2 separate regions of the Oryctolagus cuniculus genome follow, and region 1 is linked to region 2. The links are chromatin contacts, called in public Hi-C maps. All regions are on one chromosome and are shown on one strand. Each heading gives the region's core, a stretch centred on a gene start, on an enhancer-like site or on the middle of the called end of the contact. The rest is flanking DNA. Distances are from core to core; before and after follow the strand shown.

Evidence for each region. Hi-C and Micro-C count contacts between places; a contact is called where the count stands out from the background.
Region 1: a contact with region 2 is called in a Hi-C map of psoas muscle, with 2.8 times the contacts expected there. The contact joins the promoter of MDN1 here to the promoter of MAP3K7 in region 2. A contact is called at or near these places in 2 of 6 Hi-C or Micro-C datasets (psoas muscle and an unstated tissue).

What each region holds. Positions count from the first base shown.
Region 1 is chr5:82,703,583-82,707,559 of mOryCun1.1, reverse strand. MDN1 (midasin AAA ATPase 1) reads right to left here and starts at 1,323. Exons shown (of 102, transcript XM_008263214.4): 1 at 996-1,323. The coding sequence starts at 1,097.
Region 2 is chr5:81,892,808-81,896,947 of mOryCun1.1, reverse strand. MAP3K7 (mitogen-activated protein kinase kinase kinase 7) reads right to left here and starts at 1,547. Exons shown (of 19, transcript XR_517954.4): 1 at 1,016-1,547.

The DNA of each region.
Region 1 (3,977 bases), core at 74-2,573, 810 kb before region 2:
ACCTGAACTATCTCCTGCCTTACCCAACCCACCACTAAGTGTTCTCTCTAGATGGCCCATCTGAGCTAGCGACTCCCTTCATTGCAGAGTCCCCTTTGCTGCCCACGTTCAATTTGCTGTCACCGTTACAGAAATGCCTCTCTTGTTAGTTCTGACTCCCAGCCAGCTCAGATCCCTTTATCTCTTACCCAAAACACTGCCGTTGCTTCCTAGGCCATAGAATGTATACATGCATTGGCTGTTGAACAAATGACTTCTATCTCCTGGATTTACAAAAATAGAAATTACAAAAATACTTTCTACTCTCAAGAAGCTCCCAGACATTAGAAGCGGGGAAGCATTAAGACAGCCAGAGTCGATCAGACAAGGCTCTTAAAAGCCCAGCCACACTTCCGTTTACCAGATAAGCCTGGTTCGCGCACTAATTCCGAGGGTTCCTTTCCAACAGTTACCACTAACTGTTTTTGCTTTGTCCCTCAGTTATTTTGTGTTATGAACTGCCTTGAAAAGTAGATGCAAAATCCCCTCGGGGCCGAGACTTCAGCGAATTTCTCTTTTAACTCTTGGCAGTGTCACGCCGTGACTTACGCACGGCAGGAACGCGATCAATACTTGTCAATGGGCCGTAGAGAAGGGAGCGGGCAGAAAAGAAAAACATTCACCCAAGCTAATAGGTAATAGGGGTGGCTGCACTACGCACTTCGGTAACACACGTGTCAAAGGGGCACGGACGAAAGCTCGATTTCAGGAAAGCAAACCACTTTTATGTCCGAAGACCACGTGACCCATACCCACCGAGACCACCGCTCGGGGGCGAAACCGTGGGGGGGGGCTCCCCCACATAAAAACAAAAGGCTCTTTCGGGTCGCCTCAACCCCGCGCGGCGGGGGAGGCGGGAGACAGACGCGGCCCCGCTCTCCCCCTCAGGTGGCGCGTCCCCGCTGAAGAGGAGACCTGGGACCGCATGGCGCTCTCCCTTTCCCTCCTTCTCTTACCTGCTTGGTCAAGAACCTGCCCAGTTCGTTGCGGCTCTTTTCGTTCTTGCCAGCGATTAACCGCAGCGGCGTGGCCGCCACCTCCAGGAAGAGGTGCTCCATGATCCCGCGCCCTTCGCTCGGGGCAGCCAACACAGCTCCCTCCCTCCTTCGCGCTCAACAGACCCGGAGCCCCGCTAGTTCCCGGCGCCCGAGCCACCAACGACAACGCCCCCAGGGAAAGTGGCCGCCGCTGCTCGGCCGAAACCAGGGGAGCTGCAGCCCACGTGGGGGAAGCACACGGCGCTTCGCGTCAACAGCCCGCGACCGCGGCGTAGGGTCCTGCGGCGCCGGAAACACGGCGCGTCGGAACGCGCCACTTCCGGGAGGGGGATGCGAGCCGAAGGACTGGTAGGCACTGTTTCCGATGTGTGCGTGGTGGCGACTACCAGACTGTGCGCGGAGAGGGACACACAGATGGAAGATTGCAGTAGGCGGGAAAAGCGAGGAGGCCCTGGGGGCGTATCTCGTCTGGCCCACCGTTCCTCCCTAGGACCCAACATCTGAAAACAGATGGAAAACAAAAGCCAAAGCCGAGGTGCTTCCCTGACCCAGCAATTCTCTTGCTAGTATTGTAGCCTACAAAATTCCCCATTGGAAATAAATGTTCAATTTGGGAAAATTTATTATAGCCATTAGAGTATTCTGAAGACATTAAGACCAGAGTACAGAGGCCCGCGCTGTGGCACAGTAGGGTAATCCTCCACCTGCGAAGCCGGCATCCCATTTGGGCGCTGGTTCAGGTCCCGACTGCTCCTCTTCCGATCCAGCTGGCTACTATGGCCTGGGAAAGCAGTAGAAAATGGCCCAAGCGCTTGGGCCCCTGCACCCATGTGGGGAGACCCAGAAGCATCTCTTGGCTTCGGATTTGCCCAGTTCCAGGCGTGGTGGCGGCCATTTGGGGAGTGAATCAGCGGATCGAAGACCTTTCCGTCTCTCCCTCTCACTGACTGTAATTCTACTTCTCAAATAAATAAAATCTTAAAAAAAAAAAAAAAGAGTACGAGCCAAACTCATCACTGATGCCAATCTAATGATTATCTTTGGGAGTTACTGACTGCCAAGGGGCCTGAGGGAACCCCCCAGGGTGATGGAAATGTTCATTTTCTCCTGAATGGTAATTAGATTACTAAACCAGAGCACTAGACACATAAGCAAAAATATCAAACGCCTTACATTTAAGATGTGTGTACTCTGTGTAAATTATATTCCAAAAAATGTTTTTCAAAGAGTATAGATCTGGAGCAGACATTTGGCCTAAGGCTTAAGAAACTGCTTGGGACACCCACATGTGTGGGATTGCCTGGGGTCCAGTTCCAGCTCTGCTTCCAAGTCCAGCTTCCAGCTAATGCATACCCTGGGAGGCAGCAGATGATAGCTCAAATGCTTGTATACATGCTACATTACAGGGAAACCTGATTGAGTTCTAGGCTTCTGGCTTAGGGCTGGCCAACTCTGGCTATTGCAGACAGGTAGGAAGTGAAGCCTCGGATGTAAGATATCGATCTATATCTCTCTCTGCCTTTTGGAGAAATGAAAATATTTTTACAGATATTTCAGCGTGTAGCTCTTTGAATACTGACATTAGGAGATCTCCAACAAAAAAGTATGTAGTATGATTCAAGCTTTCAACCTGTATATCAATTTGAATTTTTGTTGTTAGGTTTGAATGTTTGTTTCCGAGGGAGCCCAAACTGGGGGAGCAGAACTTCCAGAATGAGTGAACTGTGAAATGGAACACAGTGGATTTGCAAATAAATAATACAATAAAATTTCTGGGAGGTTCAGAGAGTTCCATGATGGCATAGCACAATAAGTGAAAAAAGACCTATATCCAGGTACATGCTCAGAGCCCTGAGGCCTGAGAGGACCTTGTAAGAATCAGAGGGGGTGGAGGAGTGAAAGGGGCAGGGGTGGGGGCAGTAGGGGTTGGAAGGTACAGAGAGATCAAGAGACCAGTAGAGAGAGAGAGGTGAGTATCACGCCCTTAGCAGAGTGCCTGGTTCAAATTCCAGCTCTGTTTCCAATTCCAACTTCTTGCTAGTGTGTGCCCTGAAAGGCACAGTACTTGAGTTCTTACCACCCACATGGGAGACCCAAGTTGAGTTCTGGACTGTCTAGGGGTGGGCCCTGTGGCATAGAAGGCTAAGCCTCCACCTGCAGTGCCAGCATCCCATATGGGCTTTGTGAACCAGCAGATGGAAGATCTCTCTCCCTTGTCCTCTATTTGTGCCTTTAGAGTAAATAAATCTTTTTAAAAAATGGGGGGGGGGGATTGCCTATAAACAATAAAAAGGCAATATTTTTTGATGATTGAAATATTTTTATTTAATTTTTTAAATTTTATTTATTTATTTGAGAGGTAGAGTTATAGATACAGAAAGGGAGAGGCAGAGAGAAAGGTCTTCCATCTGCTGGTTCACTCCCCAAATGGCCACAACTGCTGGAGCTGCACCAAACCAAAGCCAGGAGCCAGGAATGTTCAAGTCTCCCATGTGGATGCAGGGGCCCAAGGACCTGGGCTATCTTCTACTGCTTTCCTAGACCATAGCAGAGAGCTGGATTGGAAGAGGAGCAACTGGGACTTGAACCAGCACCCATATGGAATGCTTGACACTGCAGGCCTTGGCTTTACCTGCTACGCCACAGCGCTGGCCCCAATAAATAAAATCTTAAAAAAAAAAAAAAAAAAAAACTTGTTAGTGCTGAGACACCCTAACACCAGTGTCAGGTACTAACTACCCAGGCAGATGCTGGAGATTCCCAGAAAGCCTGTATTTCCTGGACAAACTCAGGATTCACTGTATGGCTACTTTGCTGTGGGAATTGAACAAGATGGGTAAATACAACAAGATCCTCAAACTTCAGAGATGTCTGATACAGTCAGGCGTTGCCTAAGGATACAAACATTTTTAACTTGGAGGCTTCTAGTCTTATAGTTTG
Region 2 (4,140 bases), core at 298-2,797:
ATGCAATTTTATATTTTTAAAATAGAGACAGCTCTTTGAGAGTCTATTATGTTTCACCAGGATTTAACAAGGTTCTTAATGGTACAGGTAGAGCAAAGTGCTTAATAAATTTTATAGCGAAAAATAGCAACTGTTTGACAGATACTATCCCCAACTAAAAATTTAACAAGTTCCACAGTGTGTCTTTAAAATGCATATTCAGTTTTTACTTTTCTAAATTTTATGGTCCTTAGAACCAATCTACCCCTTTATGAACTAGAAAAGGAGAAATGTATGAAAAGCACAGATACTTTGATCTGTAATAAATTACTGCAGAACACAGAATGGGTTCCAGACAGAGAAATTCGGCGACATTCTGGCTGTCACCAGAAATGATAGATACGATGGATAACTGGATAGGAAAGCAGCTGGTTATCAGCAAAACCAACAGTTATCTTTTCAGAATATGCTACTTGAAACTTCTTTTCATCGTAGACCAGTCGGCGTTACCACGGGTGAAATTCATCTAAAACAGCTAGACACTGAATACTGCGAGTGCTGCTCTATGATATCGGAAAAACAGAGTCATTCGGTACTAAGGGAGAACATTTTATTAGAATTGATGACCTAGTAACTTGGCAAGCATTTACTGAGCATCCCTTACGCCCCAGGCACTGAGCTGGAAACCGAACATAATACCATCGTTGGCCCTTCGCGTCTAGCGAACTCCAAAACCGCCAGTCTTCACGGAATTTACTTACAGGTATGAGAACTGGCGGGTCACACTACCGCACAGTTCATTCTGTTTGAGGTGACCCAAATCCAGGCACCAGACTATCTGATCCACACTCATGAAGAGTGTCGGGGTAAAGAAAAAAAAGAGACAGCTAGCGGGAGCAGTCGCGCCTCCTCCACACCCCGTCTCTGAAGGGCTGGGGGCACTCCTGGGTGGACCCCGCCGGGCCCCTTCGGAGCCAGGACCAGGCAGAGGCAGGGACCGCCCAGGACGACTGTCTCCGTGCTGGGGCTTGCTCACCTCTTCCACCTCGATCTCCTTGTAGTCGATCTCCTCAAAGTTAAGGACCTGGGTAGGGGCTTCGATCATCTCACTGGTCGAAGACGAAGAGGAGGAGGAGGCGGCAGAGGCTGTAGACATGATCCCTCGCGGCGCCCGGGGGGCCCGAGGACAGTGCCGCCGGGACAATCCAGGTGAGGCTCGCGCCCACCCTCCTCCGGACCGACCTTCAGCTTGGAGCCGCGCAGCCCTGCCACCCAGCGATCCGTGGCCGGGGTGGGGGCTGCAGCCACAGCCGTGTCCCGGCTCCGGCGCCGCTGCGCTTTCCGCTGCCGGGCCCGCCCACTGCACTTCCGGTTCCGGTCCGAAATCGGAAACAGGGGAGCCGCGAGCCCGAAAGAGGGAAGAAGAGGGTTTTGTGACTTGGAAAGAGAAAGGAGGGACAGACTAGGGGTGGGGTGGAGGAGGGTAAGAGGCTCGCTAGAACATGTAGAACAAATTTCGCGAGATCTTTGTTAAATGGCCTCAGCAAAAGGATGATACCGCGATATCTGACGGCCTGACGTAATTAAAGTGCGCGAGCGGAAGTGGCGTGGAATATGACCGAAAAATCGGCGTGGTTGGTCGCTTAAGAACCAGCGGGAAAGACAAAAAGCTGCGGTTTGATGTCTGCTTGGTGAACTATGTCGTTCCTCCCTTTCTTCTTCTCTGAGCGGCCTCCATACGGACAAGGTGGTGTTGAGCTGTGTTTTTGTGATGAAGCTTACTTTTCATGTTGAGTACTAAACTAAAATGAGCTATTTTTTTCAGAAACCCTGTAAAATGTGCTTTCCTCTGTGTTGTGTTTGGAAGGCAGCAGATGTCTCCTGAATTCTGGACATTTCTGTTTAGATATAACGTGAACACCGAAACTTCAGAATGCCAAAAGCAAGTTCAAAGACTGTCACCACAAATCTGTTCCTTTGTGTGCCGTTCCTATCTCAGTGAAGGATCCCGTCACCTACTCAGTTGTCAATGTGAAAAATGAGAACATGTGGAATGCTGTGCAGAGCACTAGTAACCAAACAAGAGCAGATTAGATCAGTAGAGATCATCAACTGTTGTTTCCCTTGCATTTCCACACCAGGAGCCAACTCTTGTGCTATGACTGAATGGGTCCATATATCGGATTTCTCTTTAATGCTATTGTACCCAGATCGTTAGATCCCGGCAGAGACCCCCAGAGAGTCGATCACACCGAGCTGCAAAAAGCAAGGTTTATTCGGGAGTACAAGCCGCGACAGGGACCCTATCCAACCAACCAGCACAGCAGAGGAAGGAGTGAGGCCCCGGTCTTTGGGAGAGTTTTTAAAGGAAAAAAAAAAAAAGGGGGTGTTACATCAGCAGGAAAAACAGAGTTGCATCAGCGGGGGCTTACAGCACGGAGCTTTGGGTACAGGGAGTTACTTTGTTTAGCAATCTCTACTGCGCTCTCCTAGGTCTACCGAGCTAGCTGTCCCTGGTAAGCTTTGATATCTCCGGAATGCCTGAATGCCTGCTTTTACAAGGACCCGGGTCTGCTATGGGAAATGGAGGCTGCTTTTTTTATTGTTTTAAAATGGAGTCACTTTGGCTCTTCAATGCTTTAGTCTTAGTATAATGGATTCTGCCAGATGGGGACTCAGGAAATGTTTGTAATTTATTCTGGACAAATGAATAGCTTTTCTCAGTCCTCCCTTTCCTTAGAATGTAAGATCAGTTTCCTATACCTACAGTTTAGGAGTCCACCTTTTACATTTTATTATTCTTGCTCCATCATTTATTTGTCACGTTATTCATCCATACATCTCTTTTTTGTTGTTGGGTGCTTTTCAAAGTGAATTGTTTGGGGGCCGGCATTGGTGTAGTGGGTAAAGCTTCCACCTGTACTGACAGCATCCTGTATGGACACCAGTTGGAGTTCCAGCTGCTCTACTTCCTATCCGGCTTTCTGCTGTGGCCTGGGAGGGCAGTAGAAGATGGCCCACGTCCCTGGGCTTCTGCACTGGTGTGGAAGATCGAGAAGAAGCTTCTAGCTCTTGGCTATAGATCGGCTCAGCTCCATCCGTTGCAGCCATCTGGGGAGTGAAACAGCAGATGGAAAATTTTCTCCCTCTCTCTCTGCCTCTGCCTCTTTATAACTCTGCCTGTCAAGTAAATAAATAAATCTTTTTTTTTTTTAAAAGTGAATTGTTTGTATAATTTTGAACATTCCCTTTTCGATACTTCTATTTCTGTCTTTCATTCACAGCTTTGGACTTCTGACTTTAAAGATTTATTTTACTTATTTGAAAGGCAGAGTCAGAGAGAAGGAGAGAGAGAAAGAGAGAGAAATCTTCGATCTACTGGTTCACTCCCCAAATGGCTGCAATGGCTACGGCTGGGCCAGTCCAGGTCTTCCATGTGGGTGACAGGGGCGTAAGTACTTGGGCCATCTTCCCCTACTTTCCCAGGTGCATTAGCAGGGAACTGGATCAGAAGTGGAGCAACTGGGACTCAAACTGGTGCCCATATATGATGCCAGCAATGCAGGTGGCTTAACCCACTGCAGTACAATGCTGGCCCCAAACTTCTGATACTGATGTGTGTCTAAAATAAATCCACATCTGACTTGCTTGCCTGACACCTGTTCCCTAATTAATGAGAAGTCTCAGCAGGCTGCAGATTCAGGTTCTAATCCACATCTTCCATTATATGATTTGGTTGTGCAAATTGTGTCCCATTTTTCAGTAACTTGCTTCACGTACTTTTGTCACTGCACACAAAGAATTCCAGATAACAAGGTTTGAATCCAGAGAAGTGATAGAGGGGAGCTCTCTTGATTCACTTTAAACCTATCTTGACTCACCTCAATTTTGACTTTGAATTCTCTTTACCTTTCATGTATGAAGCATGCAAACTGGATCTCATGGTTTCATGTCAACATCAGTCATGTCAACATTTTGTCTCCAGAATTCCCGGAGATACATAGCAAGCTCTACAGATGGTCTAATTTTTTTTTTTTTTTTTTTTTTTTTGACAGAGTGGACAATGAGAGAAAGAGAGAAAGGTCTTCCTTTTCCGTTGGTTCACCCTCCAATGGCTGCTGCGACTGGCGCGCTGCGGCCGGCGCACCACTCTGATCCGAA